2 separate regions of the Pan troglodytes genome follow, and region 2 is linked to region 1. A link is a contact called in public HiChIP or PLAC-seq data. All regions are on one chromosome and are shown on one strand. The core of a region is the stretch at or near the end of the contact, and the rest is flanking DNA. Distances in the headings are between cores, read along the strand shown. Region 1 holds the start of TRMT1L (tRNA methyltransferase 1 like). Region 2 holds the start of EDEM3 (ER degradation enhancing alpha-mannosidase like protein 3).

Region 1 (5,196 bases), core at 1,810-4,309:
GGATGTAAAATATATCTTGTGGCTGGGCACCACGGCTCACTGTAATCCCAATACTTTGGGAGGCCGAGACAGGCGGATCACCTGAGGTCAGGAGTTCAAGACCAGCATGGCCAACATCATGAAACCTCATCTCTACTAAAAATACAAAATTAACCAGGTGTGGTGGTGCATGCCTGTAATCCCAGCTACTCAGGAGGCTGAGGGAGGTGAATCGCTTGAACCTGGGAGGCAGAGGTTGTAGTGAGTAAGATCGCGCCACTGCACTCCAGCCTGGGTGACAAGTGTGAAACTCCATCTCAAAAATTAAAAAAAAATAAAAAAAATTTAAAATATATATATATATGTACATATACATCTTGCATAGGTTGGTACACAGTAATGTCTACATACATACTTGCTTGTATGCTTGTCTTTCTACTAGACACTGAGCTCCTTGAGTGTGCCGTATTAAAAACTTAGGTGCTCATAAATGCCTACTGAGTGAATAAATGAGTGAATTCTTCTTCCTTGGAATATTAACTCTTTCATTCTGAACCACTTCCAATTCACTCGCTGTAGTTCCTCTGTCCACCTCCCATCCCCGTCTCACTTTTCCAGCCCTGCTGTGGACCAAGTCAATACTGTTAGTGGATGACAGTATTGTGGACTATCCCAGAAAAACACTTATGTTTATGTTTATTCGGACAAATGTTGTATATTCATACTAGTGTGAAATTCCTATTGATTTTATGCAAATCAAAACATAAATGAGGGGAGACTTCATGTGCTGGCCAGTCTTCAAGATGGCTCCTGATGATTCCTGATGCTTGGTAATCATGCACTTAATGTAATCTGCTACCACAATGAATAGGGCTGACCTGTGTAACCAATAAGATATTACTGCTACATAGTGGTATGTGGCTAAATCATATAAGATATCATGACGTCTGCCTTGTTCTGTCTTGGACTGCTCACTCTAGGGAAAGTCAGAGTGTCATGAGGACACTCAAACAGCCCATGGAAAGGCTCGCAAGGGAAGAACTACTGGCATCTTGCCAACAACCAGAACCAACTAACAGCCAGGCATGTGAGTGTGTTACCTTTGAAGCTAATGATCCTGCACCCCTAATCAAGTGACATGACAGCAGCCCTGGCACATATCTTCACTGCAACCTCACGAGACCCAAAGCCAGATCAACCCAGAAAGTCATTTCTGAGTTCCTGACCCACAGAAACTGTGGAGTAATAAATGTTTACTGTTGTTTTAAGCTACTATGTTTTGGTATAACTTATGCAGTAGCAATAGATGAATAACATTATTTAATTCTTCAAACATTGACGATTCCTTCTTCAGGATGTCTTACAAGCACAGACCATGCTTAGAAATTCTTACAAAAATTCCCACAGAATCCAGATACTAAAATCTGACCCTTTTAATCTGGTTTCCAGCTGGTGTTAAATGACATTAACATACTGAATCTAGCTTTCAGTTAACCATCTAGTCATTTAGAAATAAAAAATCATCATGAACGACAGTAAAAAAAAAAAACAAAGAAATGAGAACAAGAATTATTGGATGATGCACAGATATAGTTAGCATTTCTGTAAGTTATAGTCAGTGTTATCCCATTTTTAATTGACTGTTGAGCCATGAGTCAACTACACATTCAGGAATACTAGATAAAAGCTGTGCGGGACGATCAGTAAAAGGGATTTAGGACTATAACTCACAGAAGCTCCACAGGGATAATCTGTTCCCATTAAACTGGGGAGAGGTTAAACACACACACACACCCCTCCAGATATATACTTCTTAACTATAGGGGGAGGAGTTAATTTCCAGTTAGTGCTTCAAAGTGCCAAATAATCATGCTATCTCTTCCCCGGGGTTCTGAAACAAGTAGGAAACAAATAGACCAAGAAGATTGGCGTTTATCAACTTAATTAACTAAGAAAAGCTAACTGGAAGCGCGCGTCTTGTTCTTGAGACTAAATTGGGCTTCCCTCTCCTGCCCTGATGCCTAGAAGGTTCGGACCAAGCCCAAGCAGGGCAGCCAGAAAGTTCACGTTTTTCTCCTTTCTGTCCCAGTGGATTTATCGCGGGGGGGGCAGAAGAAAGAAACAAGAAAGGCTCGAATGTCAAGTAGGCACTAAGAGTGAAGGGGAGAGAAGTACGGGGGACAGGGACTCGCTAGCATATGTTTTGGGGATCTGAAACGCATCAAAATTAAATGCCCCGAAGCTCTACCCACTCAGAGCTCTGGTTATTAAAAGCCTGAAAACAAAGCAAAATAGAGCAAAACAACTAATTTCTATCCACTGGCCACACCGCAGAACTGCTGATACTGGCAACATGAAGACTAAAGCAAAAATAAAAACAAAGGAAAAGAGCGTTCGGGTCACGGTGTAAGTGAGGGTGCGAAATGAAGAACAGACCCTAATTCCAAGTCAGCTGGATGGACAGGCAACCTCGTCAGCTGCTAGTAAACCGCCGCGGCCCGCGGGCTCCGCACGAACCGACCAGACCCCAACACCGGGCAAGGGGCAGCCCCGGAGGCAAGCCGGGCCAGAACCACACCCTCCACGGAGCTGGCTCGTCCCCGGACCCGCCCACAGAGTCGCCCCGCCCAGGTCCGGGTGACTCCTGAGTCCCCAGTCCGGCCGGCCGCCCGCCCGCCAGTATACTTGGGGCGGGGGACGAGGGGGAACCTGCCCAGCAAAACGTCAACGCACCCCGCAGTTCCTACCTTACCAGCGCCGGCGGCAGTGGCAACTCCGGAGCCCCAAGCCAAAGGAGAGGGACCCCCGCCTCCCAACACACACACACACCCCGCCCCACCAATTGTATGCCTGCTGGGAAACGTAGTTCTGCGCCCGGATCCGGAATACCTACTCACCGCACCGCAGCGCTCGCTTAGATTTGCATTTACTTCCTCCGAGGCTTGAACTCCGGCCCCGCCCCCAGACTGCGCAGTGTACCCTGGGTGCTGTAGTCTTTGTTCGGTTTGGTGGTTGGCCGGTGGGCCGGAGACGCACCGTAGAAACCAAACCCTCTTACCCAATTGGACGCCGTCCCCAGTACGCTTCTGCGCAGTTTGTGGTGGCGTCGTAACGCCTCGGGGAAAGGGAAGCGGACGGGCATCTGGAATCGCTGCCTCTGGCTTTCTGTTTTCTACTAACAGGATTTGGTTACTGGTTCTTCATCTTTTGTCTGTTGCACGCATCCCGCCCTCCCCACTTGCTTCCCCACTCCTTGGATCCAGCCCTGTGGGCATTCACGTCAGTTCTCTGACCCCGCCGTGAGCCCCGCTCCGGGTCCCCGGGCGGGCTTGGCACGGAGGCGGTAACTATGGAGAATATGGCGGAGGAGGAGCTGCTGCCCCTGGAGAAGGAGGAGGTGGAGGTGGCCCAGGTCCAGGTCCCGACCCCGGCCCGGGACTCGGCTGGGGTCCCAGCTCCGGCCCCGGATTCGGCTCTGGACTCGGCTCCGACTCCGGCCTCGGCTCCAGCCCCAGCCCCTGCCCTGGCCCAGGCTCCGGCCCTGTCCCCGTCCCTAGCCTCTGCCCCTGAGGAGGCTAAAAGCAGTAAGTGCAGAAGGCCCAGATCTTTCTGCTGCAGAAGAGAGAAAGTGCGCCTTGCTGGGAAGTAGGGGAGGCCCTTCACCGGGATGGTTTTTATGGGGCAAGGCAGGTTTAGGAAAATGGTGGGGAGGAAAGAGGGGCCCGTGTAGCGGCTAAAGCAGGGGTACAGAATGGGAGACGGCATCTTCATAAGCCTCGAGGATGTCAGAGGTGAGGGATATGCGGAGAGCAGGAATGCTGCAGATAGAAGGAAATAATGAGGTTAAGGGCTTTTTCTTAAAAGGGAGTCTTTTTAAGGTACAAAAATAGGAAGTTACACATAATTTGGTAGTTTCCCGCAGTCCAGTCTGCCATGGTTAACTAAGTTCTTTCAAATGTGACATAGTAACCGAGGCAACCTGTTTACGGTAGTAGATCCTAGCTACCAACATTTCTAAACCATTTCTGTCAACTAGCTTTTCTGCTTCGACAGCCACAAGGAGATGAGTTTTTCTCATTTCAGTTTTCTTTTCCCCCGCTAGCAGCTTGCTTCCGAAGAGATTTTGAGGCTGAGTAGTAGTTTAGGAAAGAATCGACTAAATTTATGGATGTTTTCCCCCATACATAAATACCAATTGAGTTTTGTACTCCATTCCATCAGAAATAGACTGTTGAGAATTAATGGCCCATATTATTGTGCTTCTGAATGTGCCTGCATGTTTTCTAAGTGGTGGTTTATTGGACCATATAGGAATTTAAAAGACTGATGAGTAACACTTTCTTAAGGATCTTCTAACATTTTAAAATGTAAGGTCTAAGAAAGACATAATTTAAGTTCTTTTAACGTTTAGTTTGTGGTCATAAATTGACCTTTATGTGCTTTCTGAATTGGAACTTAAAATAATCTTTAATTCATTATTTTTTCTACTTCTAGGCCAGTTTTGAGTTTAATATTTATAAAAGGTTAGATAGTTATAGATAGGATTATTTTGCAGTTTTGAAACAACATACAAATTGTTACAGATTTCAGAGTAGGGCTAATCACAGGAAAGACAAAAGTCAGAATGCTTCAGGTAAGCCCCTTCTCATTATATAAGATCAGAGCTTGTAGGTACAAAATAAGGCCAGTTGTTTCTTCAACTACAGTGGGTAGGGATGGGGGAGGCATGGGGAGCTGAGAGAGTTCCACCCTCCTAAGTAGCCTCCTACCTCACTTCGAAGTTGTATTTGTTTATATTAGTCAGAAGTGGTTCAGCAGCTTTAGGAAATGCATGCATTCTCTACCTCCTCACCATCAAAAATATGTTAAACATAGACTTATCTATATATTCCAAAATTTACAAATATGTAATTTGAAGAATGTATACTATATGGGAAACTGAAAATGCATTAGTAGGACAAATATGTAATGATTGAGAAGTCTGAAATGCATTAGAACTGATACATATATTAATCACATTTTAAACATTATTTTTAGTTGATCTAGTTAGTCCTTTGAAATCAGTCATAACTAGGTAAGATGAAGATAGCCTATCTGAAATAGAATTGAAAATTGAGGAAAAAGTAATAGAATGAGTTGTAAAAGACCCTCCTAGCATCTTGGAGACATCTAATTTAACAAGAAGTTTGCCTGTTGACTTCTGGATTAATAGTGTGT
Region 2 (5,196 bases), core at 1,248-3,747, 400 kb after region 1:
CCGGGTTTTTGGATTTCCCAGTCCAGAATCGTAAGAAATAAATTACTTTTCTTTATAAATTACCCACTTTCAGGTATTCCATTATAGCAACAGAAAACGGACTAAGACAACCTACAAATAAGCTAAAGTCAATACTTTTCATGTGGTTAAAATGTAGTGGGTATGCAGACTGTGAAAAACACAATAACAAAGACACAGAATACCATGGAGGCACAGAGAGAGGATAACTTCTGCTAACTAGAAGGTTCTGGAAGGGTTTTGTGGAGATGGAATCTGAGCCCAGCCTTAACAGGTGTTGAGTGTTGTACAAAGATGATGGGGTAGCATAGGAGATGGTAAGAGCAAAGGCATGGAAAGGATACAGAATAGGAATTATTTAGTTATCACATAGGATTTGAGGGCAGGGCAGACTAGAAGGAAGAAAGAAGGTATTCAGAGGGTTTGCAGATGTTCTTGAATACCAATTCTGACAGCCATGTATAGAGGAGAGTAGGGCAGCAGGGAGATAATCGGTAACTTCAACATTAATGCTGCCAAAGAGGACTAGGATGGAACCAATGTAGGATTGGAGATCCATGCAAAAAAATAAAGGATATTAAATATTGTACAGAAATGACTTCATGTGTTTTCACAGCATCCATGTTAGTAGATAAAAGCAAGGATCCCCAAGCCTGGGGCAGTGGACTGGTACCAGTCAGTTGCCTCTCAGGAGCAGCAGGCGAGCAAGCATTACCACCTGAGCTCCACCTCCTGTCAGATCAACTGCGTTAGAGTCTCATAGGAGCATGAACCCTATTGTGCACTGCACATGCGAGGGGTCTAGGTTGCACGCTCCTTATGAGAATCTAATACCTGAAGATCTGAGATGGAACGGTGTCTCTCCCACCCTGTGGAAAAATTGCCTTCCACAAAAGTGGTCCCTGGTGCCAAAAAAGTTGGGGACTACTGGATAAAAGGACCATATTATTCCCACTTTATAGATAAGAAAACTGCAGGAATAAGGAAGCGAGTATATTTAACATTTATTGAGCCACTGCAATAGTTTAGGAGAGAGGTAATGGAAGCTTGAATGGAGCAAAAGTGGGAATAGAAAGAAAGGTAATATCTGAAAGATAGAAGAGGTAAAATCTATATAATTTGGTAATTAATTGCACGTGGACCCCGAAGGCTAAAGATGAGTTGACAATGATTCTGATGCATTAATTTGAATCAGAAAACATCTTATGTTTGAGCTACCCTTGGGCTAGACATTAGGACATTTCTATTAGGGAGGTGGAAATGTGGGTCTAATGATCAGGACAGATATTGATTTAGAAATCAACCACAGAGATATGTTGGCTGAATCCTTATGAGAAGAAATCACCAAGGAATAATTAGAGTACAGAGAGAAAAAGGACAAAAAGAAAACCTTAAGGGAACACCTGTATTTTAATATAAAGTAGCGAGAGAATGAAGGAAAACGGGTCAGCCAGAGAAGAGGTAAGAGGTAAGAGGTTAAGAGGTAAGAGGTAAGGTGATAAAAGTCAAGGAAGAAACGTTTCCAGAAAGACCGCCGAATGCTGCTTAAAGGACACGTAAGTAATTTACTGTGGTCACAGAGATCACATCCAAGCTCCTAAACTCCGCACCTATTGAATGACCACACTAGAAAAACAATGTGGTTTTTCAAGAGGAACCGATGTGTCATTTTACCAATAGTTAACCTGGGACTCAGTCATCAAAATTCATTGCAAGTTCCAATCTCCCTCATTAAACCTTCTTTGCAGCCCACACAGCTCTCCTTACATTGAGCTTTTGAGGGCCATGAGCGAAGCCGGCGGCCGGGGCTGTGGGTCCCCGGTTCCCCAGCGAGCGCGATGGAGCCTAGTGGCGGCGACGGCCGCGTGGCTTCGGGAAACGTGCTCCTTCATCCTTGTAGTACTGCGCGGTGGTTAAATGCAAGGGCTTCCGAATCAGAGGCTGGATGGATTCTAATACAGCAGTGTGACGAGCTCTTGTTAACCAACTTTTCTAAGCCTCTGTTTTCTCGTCTGCAAAAGGGGGATGGTGGTACTTACCCTATCAGAGTTGAGAAGAGTGCATGAGATGATTGCGAGTAAAAACCTTAGCGCAATGCCTTCAAAGGCTCAATTCATTTTGCTGTTACTGTGTTTTGGAATTTCCCTGAGGGTAGACGACTACTCCAACACTATTCCCTAACGCAGCAGCACTGACCTGGGGACAGTGCGCCTCATTCAGCCAGCTCTCTGGGAAACAACTTTCTGAGGAAGAGAGATAAACAGCTGACGGGTTTCCCGGGACTCCGCAGCCCACCGAGACAGGGTTGACTGTAGGGCGCCGAGGAAAGGGGGAGGTGGGATCCCAGCAACCACTGGCGACCTCGGAGGACCGCAAGTCCCAGGGTGCAGCGCGCCTACCCCGGGTAGAAGCGAGAGACACGGCTCCGAGTCGGCTCGCGGGAGAGCCGGGGAAGAAGCAGTGCACACTGGGACTGGTAGTCCTCAGGGGGCAATTCCGCGGGTCGGAGGCGGGTCGAAGCGAGAGATCCCTTCCCAGTCCCGCCTTTTGTCCACGTCTCACTTCTCCTGGCCAATGCCCTCTCCAGTCGCCGGAGACAGCCCCTCTCCCATGAGGTCTCCATTGGTCCTGAGGCTCTACGGCTTCGGCCCTACCCGGAAGTAACGTTGGGGAGGCGGTTTCCTAGACTACGACACCGGAAAGCTGGGGGAGGCGCTCCGGGATACTGAGGGCGGAGGGCGGTGGCAGCGCTGGCGCTGGGGACCGGCTTGGTGGCTTCGGGAAACAGTTTGGCGCCGGCGGCCGTCCGTGTTACTCCGCATCCCGCCCCGTCTCGGCACGGCTAGCAGCCCCCCTGGCCACCAGCGTCCAGCAATGTGTCTCACCGGCCGGGCGTAGCAGCTGCGCGTGCGCGGAACCGCGGGGCCATGAGCGAAGCCGGCGGCCGGGGCTGTGGGTCCCCGGTTCCCCAGCGAGCGCGATGGAGCCTAGTGGCGGCGACGGCCGCGTTCTGCCTGGTGTCGGCCACCTCCGTGTGGACGGCGGGGGCCGAGCCCATGAGTAGGGAGGAGAAACAGAAGCTTGGGTAAGGGTGCTGGCAGCCTGGGGTGGGTTTCTCGGTGAGGCTGACCACAGGAGGGGTACCTGTCATTGCGACCCGGTCGCGTAGTGGCCTCTCCTGTCGCGATTGGAACGGCTCTTGCCGCGCGAGAACCCTAGAGGGGTGGACAGGGTCCGGGGAGGTGGGAACCGCCGCCCGCCACCTGACCTCGGGGGAGCTGACAGGGTGTCGCCCTGGCCGCCGGTGACATGTGCAGGCTCCTTGAAGCCAGGCGCGGTGTGTCAACGCGGCTGCCATGTCAGTGGCCCAAGAAGGGGGCTACAGCCCGCATCGCTGCGCGCTGGAGTTCTGCGGTTGGCTGCCTGTCGACCGAAGCATGGTTAGCTTTCTCGCGCAAGTGAGCTTCCAACTGGGAAAATGTTGCTGATCTCACAGTAGTTAAGGAAATGATGTTTACACCTGTTACGGAAAAGGGGGCGTTCATTGGAACTTGAACTTTACACATTTTACTATTTCCTTGCAGTGTTTTCTTGCACTGTATTTTCATAATAGAATGTTTGGGGGGAAATTATTCAAAAGTCTCAAGTATACCTATTCAGTAGTTTTTATCCGTCTTGGAAGTGTGTTAAAATTATCAATTCTATTTACACCATTTAATTCAGAGTAATACATACACGAGGTCCTACACATGAATAAGAAAAAAGCGAAGAACCAGTAGGAAATGGGAGAAAGGCATGAACGGTTAAGCCAGAAGAGGAAATGGAAGTGGTAAATAAACATGAAAAGTTACTCAACCTCCATAAACGTAGGAGATGCAGATTAAAACGAGGAGCTAGCTGGTTTTTGCCCATCAGATTAGTAAATATAATACAAAACACAAGGATACGGTTCTGGTTAGTTAAGGAATAGAAAAAAAAAGGCTTAGTGAGAGTGTAAATTGCTGTAACTTATTGGTAGTATCTACTAAAATTTAAATTGTGCACACTTTGATTCATCAGTTCTATTTCTGAGAATCTACCCTAAGAAAATAAAAGCACTCTTAATGCAGAGATAGATCCAGCCTGGGCAACAAGAGCGAAACTCTGTCTCGAAAAAAAAAAAAAAAAAGTGCATTTTGAAAGAACAGCTCTTCCTTGGAGGAAATGGTTCAATAGGGTACGTTCATATTATGGAATAATATTGAGACATTAAGAAGAAGGAAGTACGTCACTGGAAGCCTATCCAGAATATATTTCCAAAACAAAAAAAAATGCAAGTTGTAGAATAATATGTATAGTATCATCCCATGTTTTTTTTAAAAAAGAAAAAAAAAATCTGAGCTCAGAAAAAAGTGGAACGAAGATTATCTCATGGGGTTAGGCTGGAGGGGTGGTGGAACCATCAGGTCTTACTTTATGTACTTTAAATCATTGCAAAGAGTCTTGTATTCGTTTCTAAATAGCAATAAAGGTCACTTGATGGAAAAAAGCTGAAGTATCAACCATCAAAATAAAATTACCAGTAAACTCTAATAAGTATCTTACATTTTCTCTCATATGAATTTAATGTATCATTGATAAGTTTTACCAAATATCTCACTCTGTGAATACTTTACATATGTTATCTCTGTACTCCTTCCTATTTCCCAATGAATATGATCCACATTTGCAAATGAGGATGTTGAGACCCAAGGTTGACTTGTTCAGCCGCAAAGCTAGTAATTGGTAGAGCCAGCATTCAAACCCAAGCCTGTCTGATCCCAGAGCCAGGCTCTCTCCAGTGTGTTGCACGTTCATTAGACTTGGAAGAGAAGTATCAAGTCTGTTAAGAACCACAAGAATCTTATTTGACTATCACTACCCTTTCTTCATTTTTTATTAAAAACTTATTTGTAAAAGAGTCATGGATAAATCATTTTTGACCAAAATTAGTTTTTAACTGGAAAAGTTCAACCAAATTGGCTTGAAATTTCAGCTCAAATTTTGAGATCATTTATGAAAGTGAAATTACAATTATTTAGGCTTGTTAGATTGCTCTACCCTTGAGTAAGGGTAGGGTAAGAATCTAGAGCTATAAATGACAAATACACAATTATATGACTGCTTTCTCTGGGAATTTTCAGAAAACTGAACTTTGAT

The links. HiChIP or PLAC-seq counts read pairs in DNA pulled down with a chosen protein or histone mark.
Region 2: an H3K4me3 HiChIP or PLAC-seq map of stem cell-derived excitatory neurons shows a contact between it and region 1, with 3 times the contacts expected there. The contact joins the promoter of EDEM3 here to the promoter of TRMT1L in region 1. A contact is called at or near these places in 1 of 7 Hi-C or Micro-C datasets (stem cell-derived neural progenitor cells) and 1 of 1 datasets of contacts at active chromatin or transcription factors (stem cell-derived excitatory neurons).

Annotation. Positions count from the first base shown.
Region 1 is chr1:63,939,638-63,944,833 of NHGRI_mPanTro3-v2.0_pri, forward strand. It overlaps TRMT1L (tRNA methyltransferase 1 like), which reads left to right and starts at 3,060. Exons shown (of 15, transcript NM_001280215.1): 1 at 3,060-3,563. The coding sequence starts at 3,329. SWT1 (SWT1 RNA endoribonuclease homolog) reads right to left here and starts at 3,033. Exons shown (of 19, transcript XM_054673589.2): 1 at 2,877-3,033.
Region 2 is chr1:64,339,916-64,345,111 of NHGRI_mPanTro3-v2.0_pri, forward strand. It overlaps EDEM3 (ER degradation enhancing alpha-mannosidase like protein 3), which reads left to right and starts at 2,498. Exons shown (of 22, transcript XR_010156917.1): 1 at 2,498-3,103.